4 separate regions of the Mus musculus genome follow, and all the other regions are linked to region 1. The links are chromatin contacts, called in public HiCAR-type and HiChIP or PLAC-seq maps. All regions are on one chromosome and are shown on one strand. The core of a region is the stretch at or near the end of the contact, and the rest is flanking DNA. Distances in the headings are between cores, read along the strand shown. Region 1 has its middle 44 kb from the start of Irf4. Region 2 has its middle 20 kb from the start of Uqcrfs1. Region 3 has its middle 31 kb from the start of Gm35109. Region 4 has its middle 21 kb from the start of Gm35158.

Region 1 (4,909 bases), core at 1,679-4,178:
GATGAGAGCCGCTGCTCTAGAGGCAGGGAATGCATTCGACATGAAATTAGCATCCTCCCTTCTAGTGACAAGTGCTCTGTTTCCACTACCGAAGAGAATGTTATGTTTCAGAATATCAAAGCCTCCGTCTTCAAACCAGGTCTCATATCTCTCCTTTTCTCTTTCCTTTTCCTTCAAGATCTCCACTAGCCAGATGGACCTCATGCCTCCCAGGGCCCCTGAATGCTCACACCATCACCCTTGCCTTGCTCAGCCTCTCCTGCCAACCCAGGATACATAGTACATTGGAGACTAGTATGGCCTATAGTATGAGACCCTATTCCAAAGAAGGAGAAGAATTCAATAACCTGAACAGGTACAACTGTATTTATAGTTAATGTTCCTCTCACAAAGAAACTCCTAGGCGTAGGTGTCTTCCTTCACACATTTTAAATATTTAAAGGAAAAGTTAAATTATTTTGAAATACAAATCCCAAGTGTGCATGTGCTAGAGGACTGGTCCCCAAGGAGGTAGTGGACTCGTAAATGGAAATAGGACTTATGTTAAGGTTTAGGTCATTGGGAGTGTGTCCTTGAAATAGATTGTAGCACTCCTAGCCTGCCTCTGACTCCCAGCCAGGAGGGAAGTGGTATCCCTCCACCATGTGACAAGCTGTTATAGTGCTTACTACAGTGGAAGTCAGCACACCACAGGCGAAGCCCTCTCAAGTGACCCTCGGAAAACCCTTCTTCTTTCTAAGGTGGTTGGTTTTTCTCAGTTATTTATTGATGTGATACAATGCTGTCAGATCTCTTTCAGAACATAGGTGAGGACACTCTATGCTCTAGTTCTAAGATCAAAGACATGGAAAGAAAGAAAGAAAGAAAGAAAGAAAGAAAGAAAGAAAGAAAGAAAGAAAGAAAGAAAGAAAGAAAGAAAGAAAGAAAGAAAGAAAAAAGCTGACCCATGTGGCATTCACGGTCTCACCTAACGAGAGGCTAGCGTTTGGTTTCTAGTGGCCAGGGACACCAAGTAGCCAACCCACTGTCATTTTCCGCTTGTTTACTCTGATTTTCAAACAGTCTCCTTAAGATCCCAAAGTACTTGCTGTGCATGGTGGTAAGTCTGGGGTCAGAAGAAAGACAGGCAAATTCCTGCAGTCTCTGCTCACAGGAGGGTGGAAAAACCACCCCACCTGCCAGGAAATGTCACATCTCTGCTTGGTGAGAACTCAGTCACTTTAGGGGCCTCCCGTAAGTGCCATGGCTTCTTGGAAGGAGAACAGAACTGGGTCTTCCTAGTGGGGAAGAAGTGGGAGGTGGCGCTTGGCCCCGTTGCATGCCCTCCAGGCTGTTATAACCTGTGGTTCTACATGACCCCTTGCATTAGCAGGTATTCTCTGTACCGCATCGTTCTCACAGGCACAAACGCCTCACTAGTTCCCTCAAGAAACAGTCTCTCTTCTCAGGGCACCCCTACACTGGCCAAGTCCCTCAGTTCTCCTCCGTATAGTCACTCCTCAAATCACCCGGACTCAGCATTCTGACAATTCATCTTGTCTCTCTGACTTTCATCGGTTACTCCCAAACTGCAGCTGCCAGGATCACTGACTCAGGGTCCTGGCAGCACTCCATGAGATATGGCTCTCCCTGGCTTCCTGGTCACTTCTTTCCTGGTCACCTGTGCTTCTTCTCCTCACCCTGCCACTATCTTCTCTTTGTCTCCCTGGCACTGTTCTTGGCAGCTCTAGGGTCTTGATGCCACGACCTTGGGCACTGTAGCCATGCCCCAGCTCCAGGTAGTGTTGGCAGTACAGCTCCTTTGGCAAGTCTCTGATCATCAGATGGGCAGTTACACATGCCTAGGATCTTTCTTGGTCCTCCCCTCTCTGTCTTACCACAGATACGACAATCCCTTTCTTAAGTCAGGGGCAGCCAGAGCTTTCCCATGGCTCTCATCCTGTCCTCGCTGACACTGGGGTAGCCTGTCACTGCCCCCTTTTCTACCATGGCCTCCTGACCAGGCAGGGCACCCTCTACAGTGGAAGTTGGATCTCGGCCCAGAGACCCAACCCACAGCCACCTTTGGTACCAGTCCAGTCAGCCCATTCTGCCTCCTTTGCCTCTGCCCCTTTCCTGGGCACTAGCAACAGCCGCTCTGTGCTTTCCTGGTCCCCATTTGAAACCACCTGGCCACACACCTTCCTGTACCCTTGTTCCTCCCAATCAGGCATGTATGGGACACTTGGGAAATAGGACTGGTTCCTGTTGGGTATGAGGGCCCAAATTAGGGAAGCTTATTTTCCTCAGCTGTAAATGAGGATCCACTTCAATAGGTTTTAGGCTTCTTTGCAAAAATCAGACTCTAGAAAGCATGCTGAATTCCTGTAAGAAACACCAGGCTGCACAGCACTGACTACTGCAGACCGTTTGCTTATAATCCCTAAAGCTGACATATAAGATCAGATCATAGACTGGGCTGGTTGCCTAAGACTCTCTGGCTTGGAGATAATGTTTCCTTTTATCCTCACATGGTCCCCCTCAGTGTGTGCCTATGTTCTTTTGGGTCTTGAGAGTGGTGTGTGTGTGTGTGTGTGTGTGTGTGTGTGTGTGTGTGTGTGTCCAGTTTTAAATAAGATCACTTCTTGGCCTACGATTCAATGATAAGGCAAGGGTGGCCGGCTATTTAAAATTCAGTTGTTGGAGAGGCAGGCAGCATATCAGCCCCCTGCTTGTCCCACTGCCCTTGAGTTTCCCCAGTGCTTCCAGCCTGCCTTCCACCGAGGGCTTCTTGGTTTCTTGTAAAAGACGAGATTAGAGTAACCCTGACTTCATTCCCACCTCATTTCATAAACAAGACAGGGAAATGCCAAAGACACGCAGGCCGTTCCTCAAACCACCTTGTTTTTTAGTTCAGCGATGGAAACACACCACTTCCTTCCACTGAGTCAGGCCAGCCGCGCCTCTTTTTCACAGAGCCGTGGCAGCTGCCTGTGCCAGCTAAACAGGATTAAGCTCTGTATCACTCTTTCCACCAAGAAAGTTAACTTTCCTGGTGGAACTCAGTGAGGCTGTGGCTTGCTTGCGTTACTGTTGTTGTTTGGTTTGGGGTTTTTTTTTTCTTTCTTTCAATTGCATAAGTCATTCACTAAATAGGTTAAAGAGGTGAGGAGGATGTGCTGGCGGCTGTCCCCAACCTGAGGCAGCCCAGGAGGGCTCCTCACGCCTCATACCTCACTTAGGAGACCATTGGGGCCACCTACTTCAACCCAAGTTGGGAAGCTGAAATGATGGATGGATGGACAGGGGGACAAACCAGGAAGACAGAGTCAAGGGAAACAGCCTGCAGGATACACAAAGTGTCTTGTCAACCGGGTTCCTTTTGACCACCATCTTTTGTATACTGAATACTGTCTACACTAGAACTGCCCAGCTGCTTCCAAGAGAATGGGCTTCCATCCAGCTCATGTTTGGGGCTCCTGCCTGTCTCCCCCACTGCATGTGGAGGGCAGCATCTGCTTGGGCTTCCTCTTCAGAAGCGCCTCTGCCTTGGGCCCTGTCTTCCCCCCCCCCCCCCAAGATATGTTTTCTCACTCTTCAGCTATCCTAGGTAGGGAGCCAGGCAAGCAAGTCCTGAGAGTTGTGTTGGAGGGTACTGGAAGCCCTAAACCTGGAAACTCAGGAAGATTCAGGAGTTAGAACCTGGGGCAGGAGGCTAAGAGACAGGCTGTCTTAGGATTTCTATTCCGGCACAAACATCATGACCAAGAAGCAGCTGGGGAGGAAGGGGTTTATTCAGCTTACACTTTTCCACAGTGCTGGTGATCACCAAAGGATGCAGGACTGGAACTCAAGCAGGTCAGGAAGCTGCAGGAACTGATGCAGAGGCCATGGAGGGATGTTCTTTACTGGCTTGCTTCCCCTGGCTTGTTCAGCTTGCTTTCTTTTAGAACCCAAGACTACCAGCCCAGAGATGATCCCACCCACAAGGGGCCTTTCCCCCTTGATCACTAATTGAGAAAATGCCTTACAGCTGGATCTCATGGAGGCATTTCTCAACTGAAGCTCCTTTCTCTGTGATAACTCCAGCCTGTGTCAAGTTGACACAAAACTAGCCAGTATACAGGCTCAAAACATTTCCAGAGGAAAATGCAGCAGCGTTGAATCTGGTTGCCTCTCAGACTCCACCAAAGCCCATCATGTAAACTATGGCTAAGCTGCATGGGGTAGGGCCTTGTCAAGATGGCTATAAAGCCTGCTCCCACTTCTTACCTGTGATCCTCCATCCAGTCACCTGTCCCTACTTTCATCCATAGGCTCAGTACTGGAATTTGCTGAAGACCCAAAGACACCCTCCCACCCCCTACCACCCCCCCCCCCGCTGGATCCCACAGGACCAGTTATTTCAGCAAACTTCGGTGTATGGACCTTGCTACCCTTTCTTGAGGGCTGAAGACCACCCCCAGCTTGGGTTTAAATACCATTAAGCACTCACAACCTTGGCTTCTTGACCTGAAGCCAGAGCCTTGGAGCTTTAAAGCAGCTATCCTTCCTATTTCTGATTGGTTCATATCTCCCCATGGCTCATCACCAGGACCCCCATGTTTGGGTTTTCGGTCCCCAAAAGCCCACTGACTTGTCAAATTGTCCGACCTTACAGTGCCATGTTTTATTACAGGTGATATATCGCTGGCATAGCCCATCTGTATTTCTAGGGCCCTGTGGGCCTGTGCCAGCTTCTAGAGGGAGGCTCTCTGGTCTGTAAAGACTATGCCTAGGAGTGAGGCACAGCTCTTCTAGTCTTTCACCTGTGGGTTTTCTTATCTTCCACTGGGGAAACAGCAGGACTGAAGTAGCCAGTGAGCAGGCCAGCTCAGTCATAGCGAGCTGGTTTACAGGGATTCTAATGAACCTGGCTACTTCAAACTCT
Region 2 (4,909 bases), core at 1,246-3,745, 230 kb after region 1:
GAACTTGAAGAGCGAGAGGTCTTCCTCATCTTTTCTCTTTTACTCTCTCAAGCTCTGAGACAATCAACCACATCTCACATTCGGGTCATCAGAGGTATGGCTCATGAAGGACTTTCTGTGATACGTTCATATTTTTAGTCATCTGAAGAGTCACACTTCCATTGGCCTGGTAACTAGCCTGAAATGGAAGGTGAGGGCTGTTCTGGTGGCTTCATTTTCCAGTGTCATTGTCACAGAGTTTCTCCATTTCAAACTACCTTTCTCTGAACCACATCAAGGGAAAGACAAAAAGAACTGGGTTTGGAAGTACCAAGAACTCCAAGGCAGGCCTCAACCAGAATTCAAATGTGAATAGCACTTTGCCTAAAGGGGCCTACTGATCGGTTTTGAAAGGGCGGAAAGTATTGCCTAAAATTAAGAGCTACCAGTGGATACATATTCCATTTCTACATTAAACATGGGGAAATAAGCTACTTGGAAAGAAAGAAAATCTTATTTTTAGGATTATTTACAATTTACATCAATGATTTAGGAAGTTGGCCACAACTCTGATCCAGAAGAGAACATGAGACCATGGCAGGACACATGCAGAAGTCGCTGTGCATGGTCGGGGCCTCTTCCACAGTCCTCTGGCTCCCTCCAGAGGATATGTCGCTCCTGGATTAGTGAAGAAGACAACGCTACAGTTGCACACAAGTGGTCTGACTGGCCTATCTTTGTCACCGGCCCAGAGCTTCGAGGAAGAGCCACCAAGTCTCTTGGGATGAAAGTCTCAGGTCCGACCACTGGAGAGGCTTCTTGGATGTCCCGGTGTGGTTTGTCACCCTTCTGTGTGTGGAGATGGATTGGAGGGTTTGGGTACATGTAGTAAATGTTTAACAAATACATGTTTGATGACTTAACAATAAATACAATGCTAGCAAATTCAGGCTTCTGTATAACCATGGAACAAAAGACCAACACTTGCAAGGTTGTTTTTCTCCAGCTCGGCTTTTGTTTCTAAAAGGACAGGGGTGAGCATTAGCTTCTGATAGATGTGACTTAAGAGAGTTGAGACATGGGCCCCAGCAGCAGCACAGCCCATGGGCAGCAACAGGGCTTTAGGTAGCAGCACAGCCCATGAATCCACAAGGCCTTTGATGGTAACTTGGGCCTCGAACATCAACACCAACCCTGACTGCAGCAGGGCCTTGGACCTAGGCATGGCCCTTGGTGGCAGCATGGACCCAAACATCAGCATGGCCTTGGGTGACAGTCCAGGCCACTCATATCTGTATGGCTCCAGGGACAGCACAACCCACGGATGTCAGCATGGCCTTAGACTACAGCACAGACCATGGGCATCTGCATGACCCTTGGTGGTAGCACGTGCCACAGACATCAACACATCCACTGGCAGGCACACTCTTCTGCCATGTGCCCATCTGTGGCCTGCACTGCCACCAGAGGCTGTGTTGATGTCGATGGTCTGGGCTGCCTTCAAGGGCCTTGTTCTACTTGTCTGGGCCCCTACTGCAGGAGGGGACCATGCTCGTAGTCAGTATGGTCTCCAGAAACAGTGTGAAGGCACATGGTCTGTGCTTGCACTGACGGCAAAGATCAAGGAGATTACTTTGGTTGTCGTATCAATAACTGCAGACACATAGTTGAGGGGGAGGAGTGTGGAAAACTTCAGTGACACCCCTTATCCCTCACAACCCCCTCTCTCCCCAAAAGTAACAGCCTAGACTAGAAGCCACTGAAGAGAACACCTCAAGAGTATGATAAGGATGCTGATGTAGCTCTCCACGATTGATGGCTTCTGGTGGAAGTGCGGCAGGGGAAGGACTCAGTTCTGTTTAAGGGCAGGTTAGGGAGAGTTTGGCCAAGCTCCAGTGAGTACATGCAGATAGCACACATTAGATGTTTTACTCTTTTTTTATCTTTAAAATATTTTTAGGGGAGAGGTCACAACTGGGAAGGCAAACACAGGGCTGGGGAGTGAATATGATTGGGGAGCATGGTGTGAAACTTCCAGAGAATTAATAAAAATTCTACTTTGAAAAAAAAAGACAAGACAAGACAAGAAAGAAAAAGAAAAGAAAAGAAGAGAAGAGAAAAGAAGAGAAAAGAAAAGGGCTGAGGCATGAGTTCCCCTGGGAGAAGGGAATTATTAAGAAACGACAACCATTTAGCTTCTGTGATAAAGAGATAAGCATTCTTAGTCACAGATCAGCACAGGGTCTTGAGAGGATAAAACACAGGGCAAAAAGGTCCTGGTGTATGACTTATTGGGAAGCCCAGGAGAGGCTCAGGGTAGGCACTCAGGGATATAGAAGGGGTCTCCAAAACAGTCACAGATGTGTGCTAGGGGGACACAGTGAGGAGATGGGGATTTCAGAGGCTTCTGGTTCCCATCGTCCCTCTGATGAAAATGTTCCTAGAAAGGAAGTGACTGACTCTGAGTCACACAGTGCTAGGACTAGAACCCAGCAGTCTGCCCTTTGCTTCAGAACCTCTGTCTCTGAATCACGTCTTAAGGCTGAGGGCACTAGTGGAGACCTCTTAGGCTGTAAGAACCAGCTCTCTACAACTAGTTCATTGGAAATTGTGGGCTACTGGAAAGTGACATTAGTATTGGCTACTGGGCAGGGGACATTGTCGAGAGTTACCAGAAACCCAAGATGGAAGAGTTACATAGCTCTTCAGACCACAGGAACATCTCACGGTGCATCTTTGGGCACACTGTGATTATTGGATGTAGGTTTTGTCCTGGAGTCCCAGTAACGTTCATAAGCTAGCTAGGCATGGATCTCAGCTCTGCCCCTGGCTACCCCGACAGTTTCTACACAATGGCTTTCTCTCCTTCGATTCATTTTCCTCTTTGAGATGGTACATTCTAGTAGTATGTGCTGTGATCTGGAGTTTGACTGCTCTTTCTTACTCCAACATTGCCAAACAGGAGCAGGGAGATTGGGAGCATATTTACCTCTTTGTGCTTCACTTTAATCAGCCATAAAATGAGGACAATTGTATTACCTATGTACAAAGCTGCTATGGTAGTGAACAAGTTTGCTTGCATAAGGAGCCTGCAAGAGGGTCTGGAACAATCTTCAATAAAGCACAGCTGTTACTTGTGTTCACTGATGGCCAGACATAGGGGTGACAACATGGTCTTAGATGACCGAGTTTTGTTGAGCAACGGATATATGTGCAAGTACTTTGAGACTTGGAACATGGAGGGCCAACCATTTAAATGCGATAACTTTAGAAACCAATCATAAAGAGGCCTGTTCTGCAGGTACTCAATACATTGTTATGGATTTGATGGCTGCTATTTTAACCAAAAGGATATTTCATTGCAAAAGGCCAGTTCATCCTTCAAACTGCATGTTTGAAGAGCTTTAGGCTTAGATACCGCTGGTTTCCCCGTCTTTTTACTGAGGGACATCCACCAGTTTGTCCAGCACAGGCTCTCTGTAGAACTGGAAATAGAGATATACTACACAAACATCATCCATATTGCCTCTCTCTGTAGTCTGGGGAACGAAATACAAAATAAATTCAAATTGGTTTCTACAGTAAGATTAAAGACTGGTCGATATTTGACTTTACTCTGTGTACAAGCTACCAAGCCAGCTTGCTACTGCTTTGTGGATAGAAACAAAGAGCATTGTTAGGTGTAGCACAGAAACAATCACTCAGCAGCAGGTTTGTTCCCCTTGTCCCACTTCCCACAGGTAAGCAGTATGCTCGGATTGATGCTGGGCATGCAAAAGAATGTAGAACACAGGGGGATTCACCAACCAGTCAAGTGTTCTTTGACTGGGGGCCTCAGGCAAACCCCTCAGGGTTACAAACACAATTATCCCTCAGAAATGGACTAACATAATAATGTCCCAGCAGACACTTTTGTTACACCAAAGACTTTTTGTTGTTAATATTTACATTTTTTTTAAGAAGAACCAAGCCATCCCTACACATAGATATTGGTGGTGGGCAGGACAGACCACATTTGCCATCTTTGCTTTTAGATATGACCTCTACTGGCAGTGTTCTGTTTTAGACAGACAAGACTTCCTGGAACCTCAAGGTTTCTTCTTGCCTAGAACTGAAGACACCTGGCCCCCTGCATTCTGTGGAGATGACCTCTAATGCCATTGCTGTTTCTTCTATATGTATAAGGTTTCCTTTAAAAGAAAACATGAATGTGAAGAAAGGCAAAGCCAAAGGGTCTTGGTTATTATGTGCATAGCCCTTCTTAGGAGGTTTGAGAGAAGGGATCTGACCTCGTGGTGAGCCACAAGTCCTTGCTTGCTCACCAAAGGGGCCACTGGGATTGGTTGGGATGTCTCACTTTGAACTAGTTCATCTGGTTCTCCAGGTCTGAAATGGAAGTTCGTATCCACAGTGGTATACATTACTGTACAGCTATCTCAGTAGCTATCTGATGCATGGAAGATCAGTATGTGTTTCAGAGTCCACACACATAACAGATGACTCCCCCAACATGACCATTGGGTTGGGAACCTCAGTGTGGAAAAGATATATGGAATCCTGAAAGGAAGGAGAGTTTACTTTCTGCCTTGGTGCCCTTGTGACAGGGTCACTCGCTTTATAATTTGTTTGATAGTTTCATACATTTGTACAATGAATTTCAGACAGTTTCCCCCATGCTCGTCTCACCCCCTACTGGAATCTTTCTTCTCCACAAATCTCCACTTTGCCTTATTCGTGTCTCCTTTCGTGTCTCGTGGCCCACTGAGGTCAATTAGAGTTTCTTTCCCAAAAAGGGGTGGGAGGTGATTTACTCGAGTGAGGGAAACTTGTCACAGGTTACACTACTGAAGAAAACGACATCTCTCCTCCAATAACCATTAGTTGCCAATAGTCTCTCAGGGAGGGGCAGGGCCTTGTGGTTCCTCCCCCA
Region 3 (4,909 bases), core at 1,611-4,110, 210 kb after region 1:
CAGCACAATTCAAACTGGCCTCACATGACTAACACAAGTCTTAAATGTGGAGGGTGCAGAACTTAAAGACTGTAGAGGGGACAATGACTTTGACTGTGAGTTAAGTTCCACCACTTGGTCCTCCCGTGGGTATCCCTGAGTACTCTCTCCTCAGTGATTGGCCCGGAGCAGCATCCCTCTTCATCACTCTTCCCCATGCTCCTCCGCTTCCTAGTTCCTACATCTAAACACTGCTTGAGAGCTAGAGAGGCAACCAACCACTGTGCTCACAGTGACATTCAAGGTGACCTTTGAGCTGTTAGCACAGAAGGGAGTGTCTTGTCTGAGGTGTGAAAGCTTGAGACTCTCTGCCCCTAGGGGCTTTGCCTGAGGGCCAGGAGGTTTTTGCCTGAGAACTATGGAAGGTGCTGGTTCTGACTCATCTTGCCAGATGCTGTTGGACAGTTTGCTTCATTAGAAAAAGATACATCTGGCCCAAGTAAGTATGATAAGCACATAAACAAATATAAAAGGTGCTATTCCAGACTTAAGATACTGCCTCAGAGAAGCTGGGTAGCTTGTGTGCTAGACAGAAGATTTTTGCCTATGTTCGTTTTTTCTATACTGGAAACTGCTTCTCATCTTTGAAGACACCTTAATTCATGCAGATATTGGTAGGTAATATGAAACAGGCCATCACATGTTTACAGAAATGTGTGCTTAAATCACTTCATCATTTGCTTTAAAAAAAAAGATTTATTTATTTTATATATATGAGTACACTTGTTACTGTCTTCAGACACACCAGAAGAGGGCACCAGATTCCATTAAGATTGCTGGGAACTGAACTCAGGACCTCTAGAAGAACAGTCAATGATCCTAACTACTGAGCCATCTCTCCAGTCCCATTTGCTTGTTTTAAAGTCTCATGATGCTACCCTGGCTGGCCTCTGGGCTCAAGTAATCTTCTGGTCTTGGCCTCCTGAATTGTATAGGTTCCCTGTGCTTAGCTTAGTACAGTCACCACTGTGCTTAGCTTAGAGCACTGACTCTCAACCTGTGTGTAAGACACCTTTGGGGATCGAACAACCCTTTCACACAGGGTTATGTATCAGAAATTCTGTATACCGGATATTTATATTATGACTTGTAATAGTAGAAAAAGTACATTTATGAAGTGCTAATGAAATATATATGATTGGGGTCACTACCATGTGATGAACTGTATTAAAGGATTGAAGCATTAGGAAGATTAAGAATTACCAGTGTCTACAGCCATACCACCCTGAACTCACCTGATCTCGGAAGCTAAGCAGGGTCAGGCCTGGTTAGTACTTGGATGGGAGAACTGCCAGCTTGGAGGAATCAGTTTGGAGCAAATGCTGAGATTATCTCATTTTAGTATGTGCTAAATTCACCACAGGAATTATTTGGTGATTTGGGGATGAAACCTAGGAACTTTCTAAGCACATGTTATGCCACTGAGCCATAATTCAAGCCAAAAAAAATATATTCCCAGTACCCACAGAGTAGCTTACAACCATCTGTAACTCCATTTCCAGGGGATGTGACACCCTCTTCTGGCCTCTGTAGGTACCAGGGAGCACACATGGTACACAGATATGCATATAGGCTAAAATCCACATAATTAAGCAATAATTTTTTAAATTATAATATTCAAAATAAAAAGAAGGAAGGAAGTTAGTGGAGCTGATGGGGGAGGGGAGGGTGGAGTTTGCACAGGATGGTGGCATAGACCCAGAGATGGGTAGGAGGAAAGAGAAAGGACACATATAAGGTACCCTCTCATTGATCCTGGGGCAAAGCAGGGAGCACTCATGCCCTAAACTCTATGGGAAAACATCTCAAATTTCAGGTAAAGGTTTTGGGCTATGGGATTCACACAAAATGACATGTGTAGACCCGGAGGGAGAAGAGTGACACCAGGGAGTCTATTATGGAAGTCACAGTGCCTGGGAGAGCCTCGCCTTCTGGGAGATCCACAGATACCTGAGAGAAATCAGACCTCCCCAGGAGTGAAGAATAAAAGACAAGACAATTAATTCAGTTTCATGGGATTTCAGCCAGAGCTTGGCTCTTCCTATACATTAAGAAAGAAATGCTTTGCTATGTGCAATTACTACCCAAAGTCCTGAGACATAGATCTATTCCCTTCCCCCACCAACAGAAGTCAGTTAAAAACAGGGGCTCTCAGGGAGTAACTGATACTTTCATAATTTATGGCTTGGTTTCCTGGTATGTACTTATGTACTATCCTCCTCTCTCTCTCTCTCTCTCTCTCTCTCTCTCTCTCTCTCTCTCTCTCTCTCTCTCTCACTATTATCAACTTGGTGATTTCCTCTCCACAGAGAGAGGCACCCTTGTGGGTTTTTCCTGTGATCTCCTAAGTTTCTCCCTAGTGGTCCAGGACTTCACCAATGGAAAAGTCACAGACACACCCTTGCCCCCATTAGGCCTGAGCACTCACATCTCTAGATTCCTTCCTTCTTACATCTGGAACATCACTGACCTTTCTGCTGAAGCGTGGTCCCTGTCCTCAACACAGGCCCAAACCTGAAGTAGTCTGAGAAGTAGCTGCTGATTCAGGGTTCAAACTGGGACACACAGAACAGAGCTAGAGCTAGTCAAGGCTCTATTCTCAAAATGCAAAGGAAAACACCACTCTTCAGTCCAGGACAAGGACGGAATTAATGGCTGGCAGAAAAGAAGGAGTTTTCTGAGCATCTCCATAGAGCCTGCTGATATGGACCTGTGAAGTGCCTTCCACAGCTGCAACAGAGCGAAGGCTCCCCAGAGAAGAGAAGCCTTTATGTGGAGGCTCCGGTCATTCTTCAGAACACAGCTCTTCCCTTTTCTTCCTTCTGGGGGAACTCCTAGCCCACACCCTGGCTACTTTGAAATAGAACAGGTAACCAGAGCCTGCACAAGCTTGGGGGACACTGGGGAAGTGGGAAGGACAGTCCCTCTGCACAGGAGACACTCAGTGAGTGACAATCAGCAGTTTCCCACTGTCCAGATGGTGACATTTAACTAGCCAAAGACTGGTACAAAGTCCCAGGCACATGAATCCCTGTTGGAACTTGGCTTTCCCTTGAAGGCGTCACTTACTTTTCTGATGACCAATTTAGCAACTGTCTGTCACTCTTTTGGCATGCTTGTACTTTTAAGGAATGTTGGGTGCCAGAGATGAAGACTCAAACAGGTAAAGAAACGTCCTTGCCTGGCCCCCATCCCCAGTACAGAGGATCAAATCCATGGCCTCTTATATTTGGGTAACCCATCTACCATCGAGCACCTCCCCAACCCTTTGACCCTTCATTATGAAAGAAGAAGAATAAAGAGGTAGTTTTTTTTACATAAAGGGAAACACGTCTGAGACTGGAAGGGATCTAGTGAGCTGATACCCTCCTACTTCTGCCTCCTGCATGATAGGATCATAGCCATGGCCACCACCCTCAGAGTTACCTTCACTAGTGCCTATAAAACAGGAAGCATGCTATGCAGCTCCCTCTGGGGGTGCCCTGAGGAACACAGTATGACCATGAAAAGCACCCAGGAGCTGTAAACCAGGCATGAAGCAAGTTCATCTTCCCAGGATGGGTGCTCCACCCACAGGGCCTGTCTGCAACATGGCTTGAAAATGCAACTCCAGCTTCCCTTTTCTGGAAACTGTCTCCCACTCTGTGGCTTCTCCTGCCCACTACATGCACTATGTGGCTAGATAGTTTTTTGTCTGCTGCCGTGTCCACCAAGCAAGCATCGGTTCATTACACTCCCTTGCGAGATCAATAAGTTCATCTTCCGCTGTAGTGATACAGTACTGTCATTTATGGGTGGCTGAGGGCTGCTTGCCCGAAGCTCCTTTTTCACTTCATGATAAATTATTCCAGATGCTTTTTTTAACCTGAGAGCTTCCGGGGCACCTCAAGAAGTAAAATGCAGAGCTCTGTTTCTGTTGCTTCAAACACAGGCAGTTGAAAACATGGGCTTATTGAGAAGACCCAGTTAGCTCCTCCTCCCCCTGAGTGGCAAGCACAGTGCTTTGTTCTGTGTTCCGCCCCAGAACAGTGGCTGGCAGCACTCAGTAAGTACTGTTTACCAGGGTTTTGTGTGGATGCTGGGAATTGAACCCAGAACCTCATACATGCTAGGAGAGTGCATTATCAGTGAGCTTCACCTCACCTCCCATTGTCAGAACCAAGAAGACTCAGGAAGGCTCTGTTTGCCTCAGAGGTGTTCGTAAGAACTCAGAGGACCAGATAGGACACTCTCTGAAGGCAAGGGAAGATGGTTTTGACGGTTTGGACCTAATTGGTAAGGGTCTGGCTCCAGGGAAAAGCTGATCCAAATGACCACGGAAAGGAAAAAAAAAATCCCTCTTGTCTTTTTAAAGTGTTATTTATTTTATGTAGTTAGGTGTGTTTTTTTTCCCTACCCCTTTGTTTGTGAATAATGTTCATGCAGTGCTCTTGAAAGCCAGAATGGGGTATCAGATCCCCTGGAATTAGGTTAAGGACAGTTCTAAAGCATCTAAAGTGCTGGGAATTGAACCTGGGTCCTTTGAAAGAACATCTAAATGATCTTAATCGCTGAGCCATTTCTCCAGACTACCCTCATTTCTCAAAGGCTCATCTCTGAATAGTAGAAAATGCCCTGAAATACTCACAGGGTCATTTCTCATAGGGAGATCACACATTTTGTTCCCCTTAAAGACCTTTTTTCCCCTAAAGTTACATTCATTACATGCTTAACAAAATGGCTAAGTTGAAAACTCAGAAAATATGAAAAGGGAGTAAGTTAGTGAACAACTGGAATGCATGGTTACTACTCTGTGGGATGTAATAGTAGGGCAGTTTTTGGGAACTGATACTGTCTATTGCTTAGAAGAAATGTGTATATAAGTAACAGC
Region 4 (4,909 bases), core at 1,642-4,141, 150 kb after region 1:
GCATGGAATACATTGATGCCTATAATCATTTCTGTACCTATGCATGCATAGTTCACAATGGTGTCCCCACCTCATCTCCAACCCACCACCCTTTTTTTCCATTTTGTAATCAGGATTTCTATAGGCTAATATAATTCAGCAGTACTTTCTAAATCTTAGTGAGTTTTTTAAAAAAAATAGCTGTGTTACTTGCTTCATTGACTTGTAAAATATTTAAAGTCAACAAAATATCATTTAATGTAACCCTGGGTGATTTTTACCCTCCCTTTGTTGTAGGAACACCTCCCTTAAATTTTTGTTTGATTTCTCCATAATGGTTGGACCTGTAGGATTGTAAACTATATCAGGAACAGGCTTTTTGCCATAATGTATTTAGAACAGTTGTATTCTAATGACTATATCGGCCTGCGCAATATTAGTTCTGACCATCAAAGGCATTTACAAGACAGTCACCATTTCTAGTAGCTGTGTAGTCTCAGAATCATCCTTTTCATAATTCAAGACCCACTGGAATTCTGAATATGCATCAGTAGCAAGGTGCGTCAACACATGTACCTATCTCAGTTCTCCAAACTCTATAAGATTAAACACACATTTCATTGTATGACATTGTTCTAAGGTAGTATCCATAAGTAGAATGTGGATTTTCAATGTAATATATTGTATTTTTTGTTTGTTTGTTTGAGACAGGGTTTCTCTGTATAGTTCTGACTGTCCTGGAACTCACTTTGTAGACCACGCTGGCCTCGAACTCAGAAATCTACCTGCCTCTGCCTCCCGAGTGCTAGGATTAAAGGCGTACGCCACCACGCCTGGCTCAATATATTATTGTATTTTTATGGGCTGCTATTTTAATTCTTTAAGCCTTTGTAGCTTTTTAAAAATCTGGAATTACTTGTTTGGTTATTGTAAGTTCCAGATTGGAATCTTCTCAAGGTTTCTTATTTTGATTCAAAAATTGTCCAATCTCTATTTTATGGTCTCCAAATTAGCATCTAATTTCTCAGTCTTTCCTTTTTCCAAGTCTGTCTTATTTTGATCTATCTTTAAAAGGATATATAAAATTGTAATCATTACTGAAAAAATAATTATTTTTATGTTGATAAGTATAGCAAAATTATATATAATCCATATGTCCATTGACATTGTGTCTTCCTTTCTTTCTTTCTTTCTTTCTTTCTTTCTTTCTTTCTTTCTTTCTTTCTGTCTGTCTGTCTTTTGTTCTTTCTTTCTTTTAAAGATATATTTATTTATTTATTGTGAGTATATTGTTGCTCTCTTCAGACACACCAGAAGAGGGCATCAGATCCCATAACAGATAGTTGTGAGCCACCATGTGGTTGTGGGAATTGAACTCAGGACCTCTGGAAGATCTGTCAGTGCTCTTAACTGCTAAACCATCTCCCCTGCCCCCTTTTTAATTTTATTTTTAACATAGAAAACATAGAAAATATTTTTTCTAACACTCATTTCCTTCAGAGACAAGTATATATTTCTTCCTATGAAATTTTATACCCAGTTTAGAAGTTTGGGTTTTTTCAGTCGCAGTGTAGCATTGGGAACAGGTTCTTGTTATCCTTTTGTGTGGCTATATACTCCTCAGACCAACATGTGTTCATGGTGGTTAACTCCAGCTCCTTAGTTGGAACCTCCCTTTGCTCTTTGATTTGCACCAGCTAACTTCTAGCCAGGGAGTGCTTTTTCCTTGGCAGGTGACAGATGTGTCCTTGGGCCATAGCTCTGGGCAGTGCATTGAGAAACTACAGTCCAAAAGTGACCCTAGTGCAGAATCAGCTTGCTATCCCCTGCTGGCTTTGCTGAAAAGCAAAGGCTTCTCTTAACAGAGTGCCTCTGAAATGTATGTGGCTTTTCTTATCTGTTCTTTGGCTAGAAACCATCTTTTACCCAGGGCTCAGTCTAATAGCCGAATATGAAATAAAAGGTTTCGGTTATATGCTTCCCACGTTAATTTTCATCTGTAAAAGGGATTTATATATTCTAGCTCATCCGCGTCTGTATAAAAGACACAAAATCCAGGTCTTCTTTACAAGCTATAAGCCTAGATTGGGCAAGTCATGAGTTATTGTAACTTCCATCCCAGGTATACGTCCCTCGTTATTTGCTGTTTGAGTCTTTCTGGGGCTCCACTCCATCAGCCTGTCCTCTGCGTTCATTTCTTCTGACCACATGTTCCTGGTCCATCACATATAATGGAAGCCTTCTGCTCTCCCATCTCCTTTCTCCTTCATCTCCTTCTCCTTCTTGTGGTTCCTACCTGAGACACCCAGCTCAGTAACAGAAACCCCACCTACTTCTATTCTCCCAAATAATTGGCTGTAGCCACTTTTGTTTTATTTAACCTATAACTTTACATTGGAGAGCAAGGTTTATATAGCATCACTTGGTGTACATGAGGATCTGCTCATGGGGGCAAACAGATCTTTGGGGCCAGCATTTAGCATTTGAATACATAGCAGCACCAGACTGACACCCATCAGTAAAGTAATATAATGAAGGAAAAAATAGTCAAGACTTGGAGACTTCAATATCCCTTTTAAATAATAGATGCAACAATCAGACAGAAGGTGGCTTAGCAGAGAGCTTAAATAACAGGATGAGCTGACTAAATCCAACAATCACGCAGATCACCTAAGAAATACACAATATGCTTTCTTCTCACACACACATGGAACATTCTCCAAGATAGATCGTGTCTACTCCAACCACAGTGGAATGAAACCATGGCTAGAAACCCAGAGCATGGTAGAATAATGGAAAAATCACAAGTGTGTGAAAATGAACCACCTGTTTTCAAAGTACAACAGAGTCAAAGAAGAGATCAGAAGGGAAATGGGGAAATACTCAGAAATGGTTGAAAGCAGAAACAGCATACTAAATTTAAGAACCCATCAAAGGCAAAGCTGACAGGCAACTGTATAATCCAAGTGCCCGCCTATTAAACCTAGACAAACGTGAGTGGACAAAGCACCTTTACACCTTGAGGATATATACCACACACCAGGAGAAGAAAACACCAACTTTCATCTACAAAACCTGAAGGAGGAAGGAAATAGCAAATATCAGACTGGAGATAAGGGAAACCTAGAGCAAAAAATAGAGTCAGTCAACAATATAGGTAGCCGACTTTTCAACAGGTCTACTGAGACAGAAAGCGGGAAAACAGGAGATGCAAAAGAGTGAAGTCAGAAACAGGAGTAGAGAAATTAGTACTAGCTTTACAGAAATGAAATGTTAGACATGACTACTAGGAACAGTATGTACCAACAAATCAGATAAGTTAGTTAAATGAACTGTACACATTCCTAGAAACATAAATTATCCAAACTGACATACAAAGAAATAGAAAACCTCTACAGATTTGTCACCAAAGATTGAATCAAGGGTGAATACCTCTCAATAAAGAATCCAGGGCCATACAGCTTCAGTGGTGAATTCTATTCCATGTTTAAGAATAATCAATAACAGTTCTTTACAAACTCTTGTAAAACAAGGAGGAAGGGAGGAGGAGGAAGAAGAGGAGGAGGAGGTAGAGGAGGAGGAAAACCATCTTAACTTGTAAAAATCCACCATCACATGAAGAGCAAGGCTAAAAAAAAAAAAAACCACAAGATAATTATAGACAAATATCTTTCAAAAATGCAAATGCAACAATCTCAACCTAACATTAGCAAATTAAATCATATGATATATGACATTACACACTGAGTCAGTGAGAATTACCCACCACGAACAAAGGTGGTTAAAAGAAATATTGAAAATAATCACTATATTAGATCTATTAAGTTAGTAGGGCATCAAGGGGGTGGTGGAGGGGAAGAGATGTGTGGGAGGATAGGAACAGCTTAGTGAGATGTACATATGAAAATGTCACAATTAGACCATCACTTTGTATGCCCACCAAACAATCTAAAATTAACAGGACAAATGAATGGAAACACGTGATCATCTCATTTGATGCAAAAGGCATTTGATAAAATTCAGTATGGCTTCAAGCTTAAAAATGATTCACAAAGCTGGAGTTTTTATACATCTTCTTAGATGTGTTACCAGCCATTTGTGGAACATACAGATGACATCAGGTTCAATAGTGAAAGACTGAAAACCTTTCCCTTTTAGATTTCCTAGTCTCCCTTCAAGACAAGGTTGTCTGCTCTCACCTCTGATTCAGTATCAAAGATTCTAGTAAGAAAAATCAGATAAGGAGAAGAAGGAAATCAAATTGAAAAGGAAGAAGCTAGCTATCTGCAGTGGCAGGAGACACAACAGTCAAGGTTCTAAAGAATCTACTAGACCACAATTTCTCAAGATTAATTTGGCTACTGTGGGCCACTTGAAATTGTCTATAATTTTCAGTATCAGCTTTCTCATGTCCTCAGTGGAGGAATAATCATAGCTTATAAGATCAACACACAAAGATTAGGTATGTTTCTACATACCAGCAAAGAACAATCAAAAAACCCACATTTTAAAAAGCAATTCAGTTTACAAACATATCTTTAAAATGTAATTACCTTCCAACAAATTTAAAGAAAGAGTGTTGGTGGTGCACACCTTTAATCCCAGCACTCAGGAGGCAGAAGCATGTGGATCTCTGTGAGTTTGAGGCTAGCCTGGTCTACAGACCAAGTTCCAGGACAGCCAAAACTACACAGAAATCCCTGTCTTGAAAAACAAAACAAAAAATAAAAACAATAACAACAAAAATTTAACCAAAGACATAAAAGATGTATTTGAAAACACAAACATTTTTGGAAAAAAAAAAAAAGAAAGGAAAAAAATACAAAGACATCTTGTGCTCGTGGAATAGAAATTGTAATATTGCTGAGGTGGGTACCTACCCAAATTCATGCCATTACTTTCAGTATTCCAACAGCCTCTACTGAGGACA

The links. HiChIP or PLAC-seq counts read pairs in DNA pulled down with a chosen protein or histone mark. HiCAR-type assays count read pairs that join an accessible place to other places.
Region 2: an H3K27ac HiChIP or PLAC-seq map of CD8 T cells shows a contact between it and region 1, with 24 times the contacts expected there. The contact joins two enhancer-like sites. A contact is called at or near these places in 1 of 15 datasets of contacts at CTCF or cohesin (CD8 T cells), 2 of 484 Hi-C or Micro-C datasets (bone marrow-derived macrophages and nephron progenitors), 6 of 115 datasets of contacts at active chromatin or transcription factors (CD8 T cells, Th17 cells, effector CD8 T cells and 2 more) and 1 of 9 other capture datasets (embryonic stem cells).
Region 3: a CTCF HiChIP or PLAC-seq map of CD8 T cells shows a contact between it and region 1, with 7 read pairs. The contact joins two enhancer-like sites. A contact is called at or near these places in 1 of 15 datasets of contacts at CTCF or cohesin (CD8 T cells), 2 of 484 Hi-C or Micro-C datasets (bone marrow-derived macrophages and nephron progenitors), 4 of 115 datasets of contacts at active chromatin or transcription factors (CD8 T cells, effector CD8 T cells, memory CD8 T cells and 1 more) and 1 of 9 other capture datasets (embryonic stem cells).
Region 4: a contact with region 1 is called in a HiCAR-type map of Th17 cells, with 3 times the contacts expected there. The contact joins two enhancer-like sites. A contact is called at or near these places in 1 of 15 datasets of contacts at CTCF or cohesin (CD8 T cells) and 4 of 115 datasets of contacts at active chromatin or transcription factors (CD8 T cells, Th17 cells, effector CD8 T cells and 1 more).

The regions. Positions count from the first base shown.
Region 1 is chr13:30,790,515-30,795,423 of GRCm38.p6, reverse strand. It overlaps a transcript of Exoc2 not described here. Among named protein-coding and RNA genes, the nearest start is that of Irf4, 44 kb to the right of the region's middle. Within about 2 kb of position 2,928, at least 66 of the 459 cell types and tissues checked have an H3K27ac peak or open chromatin away from gene starts, as enhancers often do. A contact at or near this core is called in CD8 T cells, Th17 cells and bone marrow-derived macrophages, where this site is marked.
Region 2 is chr13:30,562,712-30,567,620 of GRCm38.p6, reverse strand. No RefSeq gene overlaps it. Among named protein-coding and RNA genes, the nearest start is that of Uqcrfs1, 20 kb to the right of the region's middle. Within about 2 kb of position 2,495, at least 14 of the 459 cell types and tissues checked have an H3K27ac peak or open chromatin away from gene starts, as enhancers often do. A contact at or near this core is called in CD8 T cells and Th17 cells, where this site is marked.
Region 3 is chr13:30,581,387-30,586,295 of GRCm38.p6, reverse strand. No RefSeq gene overlaps it. Among named protein-coding and RNA genes, the nearest start is that of Gm35109, 31 kb to the left of the region's middle. Within about 2 kb of position 2,860, at least 27 of the 459 cell types and tissues checked have an H3K27ac peak or open chromatin away from gene starts, as enhancers often do. A contact at or near this core is called in CD8 T cells and bone marrow-derived macrophages, where this site is marked.
Region 4 is chr13:30,636,858-30,641,766 of GRCm38.p6, reverse strand. No RefSeq gene overlaps it. Among named protein-coding and RNA genes, the nearest start is that of Gm35158, 21 kb to the left of the region's middle. Within about 2 kb of position 2,891, at least 3 of the 459 cell types and tissues checked have an H3K27ac peak or open chromatin away from gene starts, as enhancers often do. A contact at or near this core is called in Th17 cells, where this site is marked.